Linked DNA regions of Mus musculus: regions 2, 3 and 4 are each linked to region 1. A link is a contact called in public HiChIP or PLAC-seq and promoter capture Hi-C data. All regions are on one chromosome and are shown on one strand. Each heading gives the region's core, a stretch centred on a gene start, on an enhancer-like site or on the middle of the called end of the contact. The rest is flanking DNA. Distances are from core to core; before and after follow the strand shown. Region 1 holds the start of Col16a1 (collagen, type XVI, alpha 1). Region 2 holds the start of Tmem54 (transmembrane protein 54). Region 3 holds the start of C330020E22Rik (RIKEN cDNA C330020E22 gene). Region 4 holds the start of Nkain1 (Na+/K+ transporting ATPase interacting 1).

Region 1 (3,503 bases), core at 263-2,762:
ATCTCACAGATGTGCAAATGGAATTAGAGATAAAAAGTAGATTTGAACCAGGCCTGCTGGGCACCGACTACCCAGGAGGCTGAGGCTAGAGGGTTGAAAGATCTAGGCTTGGCTGGGTGTGCTGGTGTGCATCATTAGTCCCAGCGTTCTCTAAGCAAGGGGGAATCTCTGTGAGTTCAAGGCCAGCCTGGTCTGCAAAGGGAGTTCCAAGACAGCCAGGGCTACATAGTGAGAACCTATCTTAAAAATAGAAAGTTCTAGGTTTGCTTCTGTCCCAGACCAGCTCAAGGCCAGCCTGAGCAACAGAGCGGTTTGGGTTTTTCGTTTGGTTGTTTTTTTTGTTTGTTTATTTGTTTGTTTTTGAGACAGGGTTTCTCTGTGTAGCCCTGGCTGTCCTGGAACTCACTTTGTAGAGTAGGCTGTCCTCAACTCACAGAGATCCACCTGCTTCTGCCTCCTGAGTGATGAGATTAAAGGCAACAGGCTGCCACCACCAAGCATGTGTGTGTACACCTGCACAAATTTACACATCACACACACACACACACACACACACACACACACACACACATACCACTATACCACCAAGGGGGGGGAGCATTAGCCTAGAATATGCAAACTCTAGGCTCAATATCCAGTTAAAAAGAGAACAAAACCAAGTTTGAGGGCCATGGAGATGGCTTAGCAGGTAAATGTGCTGGCCACCAAGACTGACCACCTTAGCGGGATTCCCCCAGAACCCCTATTGTGAAAGGAGATAGCTAACTCCATCAATTGTTCTCTGGCGTCCACACATACAACATGGCATTTACAACTATGCCTGTGTACACGTTCCGCACATACACATACAAAATAAATTAATTTAAAAAAAAGTCTTCTTAAAGCAGGGAGCAGGGAGGGGGCAGGGGGTAGGGATCTGAGTCTTTCCAACCTTCTGGAGTCCAAGAGGACTCCCTGACCCTACTTCTGTAGAAATGGGGACAGAGCAGAAGGAGTTAATTTAGCACAGGGTTGGGGAGTGGTGCTCTATCCCCTCCTCCCAGTGCAAGCAGAGGTTCTACAGCCTAGGAATGCTAGGCCCAGGCACTGGAAAAAGCTGACCACCGAGGCTTGGTCAGCAGCCACGTCGCGGGTTCCACGACTATGGAGGAGGGGTCTCTAGTCTTCTCCAGCTTTCTGGGGTCTCAGCCAAGGAAATTAGGGGGGGCACTAAGGAGGTCCCGGGCGCGCCTAGCCTGGCCTCCCTCCCGCCAGCCAGCCAGCCGCAGGCGCCCCTTCCAGGGCAGCTCTGGGCACGCAGGGTCCCGCCTTGCTCCGCTCACCCGCAGGCTCACCTGGCTGGGGAAGCGGGACGGGCGGGCCCGGGCGCAGGGCCAGGCCAGGAGCGCGGCGGTGCAGGCCAATGGCCAGTGCCTCCGCAGCCGCCGAACCCTCGCGGTCTCCCTCCTCCTCCAGCCTGGCGGGCCGGCCCAGCTGTGTTCCATTAGCCTCTTGGCAGGCCCCCAGCCCCCTGGAACCGCCCTCTTCCCTCTCCAGGAGCGGCCGGCAGTTCCTGCAAGCAGGCGTGTGAGTGTGCGCGCACGCTGCGCTGCACTCAGTCTAGAGAACTCAGGACGTGGAAAAGCTGGGGTCAGCGCAGACTGGCAGGGAGAGATCGAGGATCCTCCTGTGGGCCGTGGACCCCTGGCCCTGCTTCCCATAGCTGGCAGCCTTAGGGCTGCCAGGATTGCTCAGTGAAGGGCTCCGCGGGCCGTTGGTAAGTGGGCCAGCACTGGGCTGCTTCTCCCTCTGAGCTGAAAGGGCATATTCTGCTACTGACTCGCTATGTGACCTGGGGCAAGTGGCTAGCCCTCTCTGAGGGCCTCAGTGCTCTTTTTCTGCCGTGGGGTGATCTGGAAACTCCATGCTGGTCCTGCTGTCTCTGCCTCCATCTGTGTCTGTGTTGAGGGGGGCGGGGTCTCCTTGGAAGCATCTCTCTAGCTCATCCCTACAAGCCCTTCACTCAATCTGAGGCCTGGGAGTAGGAGCCAGAGTGGTGAACATGTTGAGCCCATCTCTATGTTCACGCCTCCACATGCACCCACATGCTGCTCATAGTCGGCTACCTTTCCACTGGCTGTCAGGAAGGGAAGGTCAGGCTGGGGTTGGAGAGTGGGGGGGATGCACACCCCTAGGATGGGAGATGACTGAGGTGGGGGCACAGATCCATCCCAAGAGTCCAGCCTCATATATATATATATATATACACACACACACACACACACACACACACACACACACACACACACGCATGCGTGAAGGCATCCTTTATTCTGTATCCAGCAATAAGGGAGATAAGTAAGCATGGCACCGTACAAAATCTGACTTGCCTAAGAAAGTACCAACAGAAGAGCCTCCTGGAGGGTGCTCATAGTCTGGCTCTGGACAGGAGCATGTATGTAAACTGGGCTTATCAGTTCTCATGTCTCTTAGCTCGCTTGCCTGCAGCTAGGTTTGATTGCACAGTCCCGGCACCTATGTGCCTATAAGCCTATGTGTATTGTATTGATACACATGGCTTTGTGTGCTCATGATCTGCCTGTCCTAGAAGGGGCCAGATGATATATGACTCTGCTGGCCACTTGCTGAGCCTGCATTGATTTATCTGGGCCCATCCATCAGGGTTTAATAAAACAAAAAGACGAGCATCCATCAGCGGGAGAGGTTGGCAACGGGGTCCTGAGCCCTGGTGACCTGCTCTCCTGCCCCTGTACACACAAGGGGAAGCTTTCTTGGCTCATACACAGCCCTGTGATCTCTGCCAAGAGACTCAGTCCAGTCTTCAGCCCCTGACCTTGTAGGTGCCTGGCAGGGCTAACCTGGGCTCAGCTGAGCACAGCTCTCCAGGTACTGGGCCACTATGCACCAGTGCAGAACACAGCCCTGGGATTCGTGAAACATTTTTGATAAATTGCCTCTGCTCATGGCCCCTTGCTTTCTCTGCCTCTGTGATCTTTTAGAACCCTCTAGACCTCTCCTCAACCCAGCGGCAAGCTCATGACATAGCAGAAGCTGTCTGGGCCTTGCTTCTGTGCTTCAGCTAGGCTTGTGCTCGGGCTGGTGAGTGTCTAGGGCATACCGGTGGTTAAATATTTTCTTTATTACTACTGCCCAGATTCTCACCCCAGGCTTGTGTGGGGCCTCTAAGAGGAACTGACACCAAGCCCTTATCCCTGCAGTCCCTGGTACATGGGTCCCAAGAAGGCTGTCACTTACCCACACTTTTGGGCACTCTGAAGCCCACCCCCCATGTCTCTGGTTGTCAGGTGCCGAGGCTGCAGCTGATCTCTCTGGACCAGCATGTTGACATCCTGGGCTCCCGGCCTGTGGGTGCTCGGGCTCTGGGCCACCTTCAGCCATGGGACAAATATAGGTGAGCTGACACAGGCCTACATCTGACTCCCTGAGATGGTCTTTGCACATACGTGACCATGTATATCTCAGCCATTTGGCATTTATGGGCA
Region 2 (3,503 bases), core at 630-3,129, 940 kb before region 1:
TTTCTTATAAGGTTGCAACAATGTTTCGTGTAAGGTTGCAACAATGTGTAAGATTGCAAGAACCTATATGTAAAGCAAAGAGCAGACCGCCTCCCTGCCCTTCTTCAGGTCCTTACCAACATTACCACTCTGGTGCCCTGCTTCTATTAGGAACAGCTCCCACATCCACAAACATCATCACAGCCACATCTCTTGCAGGATAAAGACCCAAAAATAGAGTTTCTGGGCTACAATTATGAGCCTGTAGCCATTTGCAATAGGGCTAACAGCTGGCTAAGTGACCGCTAAAAGATGCCCATGGACATAACATTTAATGCCCACTAGGGAAGACGCCAGCTAATGGCTTAATGACCTGCCTCCATCTTCCCTTCCATCCATCCTGTCTCCTTATCCTTCGCCATTGCACAATGTCCCCTTCAGAAGTCAGCTGATAAGAAAGCCCACTTACCAACCCGCTGGGAATGACCAGAGCTGCCTGCCTGACCTGCGGTTGTCCTGCCCACAGCACCGGGGCTTCAGCTCCCTCCCCTGCTGCTAGAAGCTGAATGTGCTGATCCAGGTGACACAAGGCACACAGGAGGTGTCACTACAGGTGACACTATAGGCACACAGTCACCAGGCTCTGAGAACCTGTAGACATCAGGACAGCCTCGTCCATGGAGACTATGCTGATGGGCTACAGAACAGATCTGGTACAGAATAGACCAGTTACGCCTGCTGCAAAGACCTCGGTGGTCCAGGGAGGTGCTGTGCTTTGGCCAAGGCAGAATACTTGGCAGAGATGTGGCTGGGAGCGTTCCACCTGTTTATTCACCACTCTGGCTAAATGGTCCTATGTGAGTGTCCAGCTATCTGAACCCAAAGGAGGAGGACAGGACTTGTGTCTGCATCAGGGACACTATCACGAAGCAAGAGTCCATCTAACACTTGATATAACCCAATGCCAACTCGGCAGCCCCCACAATAGACATTCTAGGATCTCTGTGAGTTCAAGACCAGCCTGGTCTATACAGTGAGTTCCAGGACAGTTAGGACTACATAGTACATAGTGAGGCTCTGTCGTGTGTGTGTGTGTGTGTGTGTGTGTGTGTGTGTGTGTGTGTGTGTGTGTGCGCGCGCGCGCCCCTCTGTATGTGTGTGCCTCTGTGTGTGTACCTCTGTGTGTGTGTGAGAGAGAGAGAGAGATGTTTGTGCTGTAGTATGTCAGTGCCATATTCTGCTCCAGTGGAAATCGGAGGACAACTTTCAGGAGTCGGTTCTCTCCTTTCCATGTGGGTCCCAGGGATGGAACTGGGGCTATCAGGCTATCGGGTTATAGGGTTAAGGGACTTTACTGGCTGAGCCATCTCATTGATCCCTACAATTTATTTATTTATCTATCTATTTATTAATTTATTTAATAGCTGCATTTCCTTATATCAGGAAACAAGAATTATTACCCTTGATTTTCCAAGGAGCAAACAGATCACCCCACCACCGCCAAGACCGAAAGGAAAAGCACCTTGCTCAACATGGAAGACCTGACTGAGACCAGGAGGCACCTCCGCCAGAAAAAGGAAGACCCAGCGAGGGAAAGCGATTGTTCTGAAGTCACACAGTAGATTAAAAAAGCAGACCCCTGGTTGCTCCTGCTCACTCCCAGCTTCCATCCTGGCCCATGTGCCCGTGTCTTGTTCACCACCACCACCACCACCATCACCACCATCCGGGGTCGCGCTCACATGCTAACACCACCAGCTCCCAGCACGGCCGATGGAGACCCCTTAGAGCCTCAATGTCCATCGGTGGAATGGGCGTGCGAGGAGGAACGAGGGCGGCCTGGCGCCGGGCGCCTGGCTCAGCAGCAGGGGCGTGGCCGTGACTCAGCCGCACAGTCCCGGGGTCGCCCAGCCGGTCCGACCGGCCTCGGCAACGCGCGCAGGACGCCGGGCTGGGCGACTGAGGGGTGCAGGGAAGGGAGCCGCCAGGAGCCTGCTTGGGCGGGAAGAGGAGCGCAGGCCGCGGAGGAGAAGGATGGAAGCGAGACCCCGCTGAGACCAGCGCGGGGCCACTGGCCGGGATCAACATGTGTCTGCGCATAGGTGAGCTGGGGCAAACGGGAGACCCACTCCTGGGGGGACCCCAACCCGAAGTCAAGCCGCCTGCTTCACCCAACCCTGCTTCACGTACTGGCCTGCTTCAGGTCACTTTCCTCTCAAGCCTAAGTTTCCTTAGAAGCGGGGTGACAAGCGGCTGGGTTTTATTTCCTTTATGCAAGTGCTCTACCACTGAGCTACACACCAGCCTAAACATTTCGAGGCTCAGGGACTAGCCCAGAGCTCAGTACTTAGCTCACTCTAACTTAGAACTTAGAACTCCTTCCGCCACGACCAGCAGCTGGGGGCTCCAGGTTTGTGGCACTGAGGCCCAGCTCTGAGTAAGCCTGGTTTTGGTGGGGCCAGTGGCACCCCCAGCTCCTGGCCCTATTTTCCTTTCTAAGGGGCAAGGCTAGATAGGCTTCGGGATCCGCCGGTAGGGGAAGAGATGCTGAGAGATGAAGAGATGGGGATGTGGATGTAGGGTCCAGGATCCCGGCTCCTTAGCATTACAAAGATGCCATTTCCATACCTTCCTCTCATCCAGCCAAGCTGGAGGGAAAGGCCAGTCAGCCAGCATCTTGACAGAGTAGACTGGTGCGCCCCTCCCCCACGCCCTGGGCAAACTCTGCTGTTTGGGATCTAAGGGGTTCCGTTCCCACTCTCCAGCACACACATCTTTCGAGCCATGCCTATTTCTCCTTGGTAAAATGAAGACCGTTGCACCCACCTCTTGACCAGGATGAAGTTCCGGTCTGCTAATAAACGCTTAGCACTACACCAGCCACTTGCCCAGTGTTCCCAGCATGAGAACGAAGAACCAAAACCAGCCTAGGGCGCTCTGACTAAAGCAAGCAACCCTAGCCTTCTTGTCTGACCAAAGCCTTGGTCCAGAGATGCTGCTGTTTCTTGAGCCCAGCCAAAGCCCAGTAGTGGCTGGCTGATGGGTAGGTGGATGGGGTGGGTGGACAGGGTGGGACCCAGGAGGCCCCTGGAACAAGGCTGCAATTCCTCTTCCTGTTTGGCCAGCTGTTCATCTTCACAAGGCCATTCCAGTTCCTCGTGCCTTTCCAGTCCATGGTCTGTCCTCTGCTGAGATGACAGTCCCAGGGCCTGCAAGCTAAAGGAGAGCTCGGAGAGCAGTTAGGGGAACCTCACCTGGCTCTATGCAGAAAAAATCCGGGGTTACCTCTGAACAGGACAGGCTGGTACCAGGTCCACAGTGAGTCTGTAACAGGCTCCTCCTTGCTCCTCAAAGCTCTTCCTCCCGTCTCTCTCTCTCTCCCTCCCTCTCTCTCTCTCTCTCTCTCTCTCTCTCTCTCTCTCTCTCTGTGTGTTACTGAGTTTAATTAGGGTTGCTTACAATAATTTTTCTTTTTTTCGGTGGCGGGGGGGGGGCTGTTACTGCAACATAGGCGACTTACCAGT
Region 3 (3,503 bases), core at 714-3,213, 670 kb before region 1:
TGGCCATGAACTGGATTGCAAGGAAGAAGAAATGGAGTTTCTTTTATCTTCACCCTGCTAACTTCAGTAGCTCCCACGCTATTCAGCCACCCCCTCTTCCAGTACTTCTTTGGTCTTTCTCGCTGTTGTAGATCGTTGTTTTTCATTCTTAAAATTCTCCCTAGTTCATATTCTTACAGAGGAGAATTCATTCCAAGTTTTAAGTTTGTTTTTTTTTTTTAAATTTTATGTTCATGAATGTTTTTTTCTGGCCTGTATATCTGTGGACCTTGAATGTGCCTGCTGCCAGTGGTGAAGAACAGAGAGGGTATTCGATCCCCTGGGACTGGAGTTAGGATATTCATGAGCCACCTCAGGGCCCAAACCACGGTCCCTGTGAGAGCAACCAGGGCTCTTAACCACGAAGCCATCTCTCCCTCATCTCTTTCCAACTTTACAGAAATTTATTCAACACCTACGGTTGGGTTGGGTTTCAGATCTGGGACAAGAGTCTGAGATGCACACTTAGCATACCAAAGTGAACCTGGTGCTGCTCCCAGAAGCTCCCAGCATCCCTCCTTCGCTACCTGTTACAGGCACAGCTGGCCCACCCCGCCCTCTGCCCTGAACTTTCCAGCACAGAGGCTGCGCTGCCCCTCCCCCAGAAGCCCCTCCCTACATGATGCAGACATTTTGGTCTCCTCTTGCTCCCTGCCTTCTCCACATTTTCTCTCTCCCTGCGGACTTCCGAATTTTCTCTTTCTCTTCCCCGTCCCCTCTGTCTCCCTCCCTATGGTGACTTCCCTGTCTCATTCCTTGGGACCAGTGAACCCACCCAAGAGCTGCCCCCTCAATAAACCTGCCTTTGTATGATTTAGCTGGGATTGGCTGATTTCATCAGCAGAGAATAATTTATCAACCTACTAAGTGCAAGGTGTTTCTTGTTGTCTCTTGAAATACAATAGTGAAGCCGGGCGTGGTGGTGCATGCCTTTAATCCCAGCAGAGGCAGGTGGATTTCTGAGTTCGAGGCCAGCCTGGTCTACAAAGTGAGTTCCAGGACAGCCAGGGCTACACAGAGAAACCCTATCTCGAAAAAAACACAGACAGACAGACAGACAGACAGACAGAAAGACAGTAGTGAATAAAAACTCTTAGCCCAGTAGGGCAATAATCCAGCTCTCAAGAGGCAGAAGCAGGAGGATCTCTTGCAAGGATCCGTGATTAGCAGAATAATGATACTGGAGACTCAAATAGCTAGCGTGTGCAAAAGCAAAGAGTTTTGTTTTGTTTTTTTATTCTGCAGAAGTCCAGCATGCAGGGGTCTACCATTTACCAAGATGGAGACACCCATGTGAGCGCACAGGCACAATTTAAAGCAGATTAGAATTCCTGGGGGGGGGGGGGATGACCTTTATCTTGATTGGTTGGCTCGATCTCTAGGAGTATGGGTGTCTTTGGGATTGGCTAGGGCTCTGGAGACTTCCCAGAACTGTTGGGGGAGCCTGGAAACTGTTGCTGGGGAGCCTGGAAACTGTTCCTGACTCTTTGCTCTTGCGGTGGTCACGTGGTACGGCGGCTTCCGATGGAGAGGCAGCTTCTGATTGGCTGCCCCGGGCCTGGTATTATTATTATTATTTTTTTTTATTTAGTAACCGACTTGAACAGTCTTGCCCAGGCCTAGAAATTTAGGTCTAGTCTCCACAACTACCAGTTTGAAGCCTGTCATGGAGTCAGCCTGTCTCGGTCCTCTCTGCGTTCCAGGCCAGCCTAGTCTACAGAGCGAGTTCCAGCACAGCCAGGGCTGTTACACAGAGAAATCTTCTCTTGAAAAAAAACACAAAAACAAGAGTCAGGCATGATGGTGGTTGTGTAACTGTCCCTCTGGGATTAAAACATTCCATCCCTCAGGGAGTCAAGCAACAGAAAAATAACTTCAAGAACTCCCTGAAACTGGACAGATTCCCCAAGTCCCTCCCTGCTGCAGGAAGCAGAGCTGAGCTTTACAGACTCAGAGCAGAAGAGCTGTCCTGAAGAGATGTAGTTCAGTGGAGGTACCAGGGAAAGGACTCTCTCCAGCCTGCAGGCTGTCACTCCTGCTGGCTGGGCCTGGATGGTGCCTGAAGGCTGCAGTGGGCTCCTGCTTTCCCAGCTCCTGTGAGCTTTCACTCCTGTTGGATGGTGCCTTTCAGTCATTTCTGCTGCTGTAAGTAGCCCATCACCCACATTCCTGTAAGTAACCCCAATGAAGTTCATTGTTTCACCAAGCTGGACTCTGGTGGTTTCTGTACTTTAGCCTGTCATGGGTTTCCTATCTGGGTGGGTAGAGAGGAGTATGCTGTGTTCCCCAGGAAGAGTTTTTGTCACACAACAGTGACACACATCTTCAATCCCAGTACCTGGGAGGCAGAGGTAGCCAGAACCACTGTGGGTTCAGGACAGCTTGATCTACATAGATAGTACCAGCCTATCGGGACTGTCAAAAAAAAAAAAAAGAAAAAGAAAAGAAAGAAAGAAAAGGAGGAGCTTAGAAGACCAGTTTATGTTGTCTGTTTGTTTAGTTTTAGTTTGGTGGAATCAAGAGAGTCATAAAGACAATAAAAACCAGCTTGGAGATGCTGAAAATGAGGTATCTCTGTGCTAGAGGCAGACATCTTCATCCTTTCCTTATGTGTGTCATACAGAAGGACATCTTCATCCTCTCTGTTTGCATGTCCTCCAAAACCCATAATTTTGAGAATTCTTTACCTTGTGGTTAACTGGTAGGAAGTAGAGCCTACCTTCTGCAATAGAATATGAAAATACCAATGGCTCGATTTCCCAGAATTCCTTGCAGATACAAAGGCCATTGTGTACACTTTGACAATCAGATGTACCACTTTGAAGAGGGAGTTACAACACCAATACCCAAGAACCACAGAGGACCCTTTCCCAGCAGCAGCGACAGTTACAGCAGTAGCTCCGGGTGCCATGGGACCATGCCTGGAATGGTATCACCATCACCTCGGTCCAATGCTCTTGTGCTGGCTGGCAGTCCCTGGTTGCCAAGAGCAGTGTTGGTGTCCTCTCTGGGACAGTTATGCTATGACTTTGGCTATTGTTCCTGGCTGCCTTCCATCCTTGTGTTTGAACTCTTCCTGTGAACTTCTAATATAAATTCATTTCTGCTTAAGTTAGAATCTTTTTTTTTTTTTTAAAGATTTATTTATTTATTATATGAAAGTACACTGTAGTTGTCTTCAGATACACCAGAAGAGAGCATCAGATCTCATTACGGGTGGTTGTGAGCCACCATGTGGTTGCTGGGATTTGAACTTTGGACCTTTGGAAGAGCAGTCGGGTGCTCTTACCCACTGAGCCATCTCACCAGCCCCTTAAGTTAGAATCTTAATAAGTAAGTTGTTTGAGATAAATATTAGTCATCGACAGCTGTTGGTAACACAAGCCTTTAACTCTACTGCTTAGAAGGTCTCAAAAAGCAAATTGGGAAGGAAAGTGTTCTTTTGGCTCACAAGGACCAATCTC
Region 4 (3,503 bases), core at 695-3,194, 530 kb after region 1:
ACACAACAAGCCAACAAAACCAGGAAGACATCCTTGAGGCTGGAGATGGCTCAGCCGTTAGGAACGCTCTGCTCTTACAGAGGGCCCGAGTTAGAGTCTAAGCACACGCCACCTGTAACCCCAGCTCCAGTGGGCCTGATGGCTTCTTCAGGATGCCGTGGGCACCTGCACTCACACACACAGACACGGATGTACAAAATTTTTAAAAATAAACCTTTTTTTTTTTTAATTAAAGAAAAGGAATTCTCTAAAAAAAAAAAAGTTTGAAGATTTCTTGGCATTTTTATGGTCCTAAAAATAGAAAACGGAGAATATTTCTACTGTGAGCCCAGATCTGCCAAATAACCAGTTCTTCGTTTAGTTTACAAATATTAATGAGGTGTCAAGGGCTGCCCAGCTGCTGGGGTTTTAGCAGGAACAAAATGAGCTGTCTCTGCCCTTTTGGAGTTTCCATCCTACCTGGTGGTGATTAAGCCCCTCTGCCGTCCTTGAGAATGACGCCTGACAGACCAGGTGGCCTTCTGAGGGGCAAAACACCAACACACCAATGTGGGAGGAGAGGAGGTTCTAGCATGGCCCAAGAGGACGATGCTGTGAACAGCAGGCGCCGCAGGGCCGGTGACTCAAGGAAAGGTGAGAGGACAGAGGCCACCAGCACATCTCACTCAAAGCTTCCCACCACCCTGCGCACCTGTGGGGAGGAGCAGGTGCTGGCCGGAAGGCAGATCCAGACCACGGGACCCATAGGAATGAGGCCCCAGGCTCCTCCACAGACCCGATGCTATCAGCAGTTCCTACACAACAGTGTCTTGAGTAGAAGCATAACACAGTTCCAAGGGAGGCAGGAGACCCCCGTCTCTTCTCTATCACCCTCCCAATACATAGGCAAGGACCTCAGCTACTCTTAGCCTCCGGATTCACTCTGTTGCCCTCCAGTTAAAGACCTCATTTTCCCCCAAACTGGGGCCAGCACAGAGCCCCGAGATGCTCTGATTCTTCCCAAGACACTCAAGTGTCCTCATCCAATGGGACCAGGGAACTCTTTACCTGACCCCACCTCACCCGCTGCTGATAGAACAGATGGCTCATGGGACGCTGGAGGACTCGGTGGTCAGACTAAAGAGAACCACAGAGTGAGTCCGGTGCCTGCCAGGTTAGGCTGGCCCGTGATACATCAATTCCTGATCACCCCCCTCAAGGAGGTAGTTCTCCATCCCTGGCCACCCAGTCAGGAGGGTGCTGGGAGGCAGGAAAGCAGCACAAAGGACGGCCGAGGGTTCTCAAAGAGTCTCAGGTCCCACCACCCAAACAAGAAGCAGAAATGGCCAGAGATCTAAAAACATTCCAGAGACATAATACAGGAGCAGAAAGAGACTTTGTGAGAAACGCTCACAGGGGCGGAGCCCAGAGGGATGAGGTACCCACGGAATCAGCGATCTGGAGGGGAACATTCGGGCAGGGACCTCTCCGAGTACACAGACCAGCCTCGGACACACCCCCAGCCCCAAGGGAGCCACAGTCCTGGGGCGCAGCCCCCCAGCGGGAGCCCACGCACCCATTGCGAACCGACGCGTGCAACCCGGGAGCGTTGGACCGTGCGCGCGAGCGCGGGGCTGAGGCGAGGAGCGCACACAAAGGGACAAGCCGGCCCGCGCGGGGCAGACTCCGCCCGGCCACCCCGCACCCCGGGTGGCGCCCACGCACCGCCGCCGCCCCACCCCGCTCCGCGCGGCTCACCAGCTGCAGGCAGCAGAAGGCGACCAGCGTGCAGCGGCCGCTGCACTTGCCCATGGCTCCTCCTCGCGCCGCGCGGGGCCGCGTCGTCTCGATGGCGCCCCGGGGCGGTGGGGCCGGCGACTAGGGCCGGGTCTCCAGAGCCGCGGCCGGCCGGCCGCACCCCAAGTGCATGGTGCGCCCGGTCCGCGCGGGCTCCGCCGCGCCTCCTTTGTCTGCGGCCGGCCGTCGGCACACCTCCCGCCCGCGGCGCCGGCCAGCGCGCAGCGGCCCCCGCAGGCACCGAGCGCGGCGCGGTGCAGCACTGCCCAGCTGGGGCAGCCGCCCGGGCGCTCGGCAGCCGCCGCTTCCCGGCCCACCACGTGGCTCGGCCGCCACCCCGGAGGGAGGCGAGGGAGGGGCGGAAGAGCGAGGGGGCGGGGGAGGGGAGGGGCGTGGAGCGAAGTGGAAGAGTGCGGGTCCTGCGCGCTGGCAGCTCTGGGTCGCGTCCAGACTGCTGTTCCTTAGCCGTGTCACCTTGGGCAGATCACATTACCTCTCTGGACCACCCCCGCCCAGGGGCCTCAGGGGCAAAGTAGGAAAAAAGTCTCTTGGATGCAGTCCTGTAAACCCAACAGTAGCCCTTAGCTTGGCCAGCTGAGGGAGTTGGAGCCACCCTACCCTGGAGTTCCAACTTTGCCCTTTATTTTCATTTGAGTTTTCAGCCCAGCTCGCCAGCCCTCCTGGTTTCCCGGCCACATTTTCTTCTTTCTGTCTTTCCTTCAGAACCTGGTATATCTTGGGTTTATGAAAGCCAGAGTGCGCTTGAAGCGGTCTTCCGTTCTCTTGACTCTTCATAGCTCAGGGACCGGAATAGTCCGGTCCCCAGTTTGGCTTCTCAGAGATCCTCCTGCTTCAGCCTCCCAAATTCCAGATAAACGCGTTTTAAAACACGCAAGACAAGTGGATAGAAAAGCCCTGGATTTGATCCTAGTACTCTCAACAGTGACAAAACAAAAGGCCCCCCAGGTATTCCCAGAATCAACCATCGCACACTAAACACACACACAAGCACATGCACACACGCACACACCACCAAAAAGCAACTGGGATAACAGTGGGGACTCTTCTCAGCCACTGTTAGGGAATGGCAGCTGTGTCCAGCCAGTTTCCATGATTAGCTAGGCTTCCTGGAGTCTGTCCCAGACTCTATACCCAGAGCATAACTTTACGTGGGGACTGGGACCCAGCTTTTATCAAAGTCTCCAAAGAGTCCTGTTTCCCACAAAGGAAGCGCCAGCCCGGTCCCCACTGGATCCCCTGGAGGCTTCGGGTGAGCCCATGTCAGTTCTCTCTTCCATGCTGACAGTGTGCTCAGAAGCCCTCACCGACCCAAGCACTGGACACATGATGCCTCTCTCCTTACAGTGACTGGGTTCTGCTAGGCTCTGACCAGCTCTGCCAGGCTCTTGAATGTCCCAAATGCCACAGACCCAAGGCCTGGCCACCTCACTCCAAGTCTGAGCTACCCTCTGTCCAAGGTCATTTATTTCAATCCTGCCCTACTAAATCCCAGGCTTCCACGCCCTCTGGCCCCTCTCTGCTTTTAGGTTTGTTCTTTATTTATTTATGTTGTATGTCTGTGTTTAGGTTGACACATGCTAGAGCACCCTGTGGCTCTCAGAGGACCATGAGTAGGAGTTAGCTTCCTCTATGTGGGTCCCAGTGATCAAACTCAGGTCTTCAAACTCAGTAGCAAGTGTCTTCACAAAAAGCCATCTCTGAGTCCC

The links. Promoter capture Hi-C pulls out the DNA fragments that hold promoters and counts their contacts. HiChIP or PLAC-seq counts read pairs in DNA pulled down with a chosen protein or histone mark.
Region 2: a FOXA1 HiChIP or PLAC-seq map of pancreatic cancer cells shows a contact between it and region 1. The contact joins the promoter of Tmem54 here to the promoter of Col16a1 in region 1. A contact is called at or near these places in 1 of 39 promoter capture datasets (pre-B cells) and 1 of 115 datasets of contacts at active chromatin or transcription factors (pancreatic cancer cells).
Region 3: a contact with region 1 is called in a promoter capture Hi-C map of liver, with 2.7 times the contacts expected there. The contact joins the promoter of C330020E22Rik here to the promoter of Col16a1 in region 1. A contact is called at or near these places in 2 of 39 promoter capture datasets (both in liver).
Region 4: a promoter capture Hi-C map of liver shows a contact between it and region 1, with 2.8 times the contacts expected there. The contact joins the promoter of Nkain1 here to the promoter of Col16a1 in region 1. A contact is called at or near these places in 5 of 39 promoter capture datasets (cranial neural crest, embryonic stem cells, frontonasal cranial neural crest and 1 more) and 2 of 115 datasets of contacts at active chromatin or transcription factors (embryonic stem cells and pancreatic cancer cells).

The regions. Positions count from the first base shown.
Region 1 is chr4:130,046,328-130,049,830 of GRCm38.p6, forward strand. Col16a1 (collagen, type XVI, alpha 1) reads left to right here and starts at 1,513. Exons shown (of 70, transcript NM_028266.5): 1 at 1,513-1,756; 2 at 3,306-3,412. The coding sequence starts at 3,340. It overlaps Gm12963 (a long non-coding RNA gene), which reads right to left and starts at 2,095. Exons shown (of 6, transcript XR_003955360.1): 1 at 2,081-2,095; 2 at 1,335-1,599.
Region 2 is chr4:129,103,651-129,107,153 of GRCm38.p6, forward strand. Tmem54 (transmembrane protein 54) reads left to right here and starts at 1,880. Exons shown (of 6, transcript NM_025452.4): 1 at 1,880-2,081. The coding sequence starts at 2,066.
Region 3 is chr4:129,380,756-129,384,258 of GRCm38.p6, forward strand. It overlaps C330020E22Rik (RIKEN cDNA C330020E22 gene), which reads left to right and starts at 1,964. Exons shown (of 3, transcript NR_151530.1): 1 at 1,964-2,210.
Region 4 is chr4:130,572,092-130,575,594 of GRCm38.p6, forward strand. It overlaps Nkain1 (Na+/K+ transporting ATPase interacting 1), which reads right to left and starts at 1,945. Exons shown (of 7, transcript NM_025998.4): 1 at 1,738-1,945. The coding sequence starts at 1,791.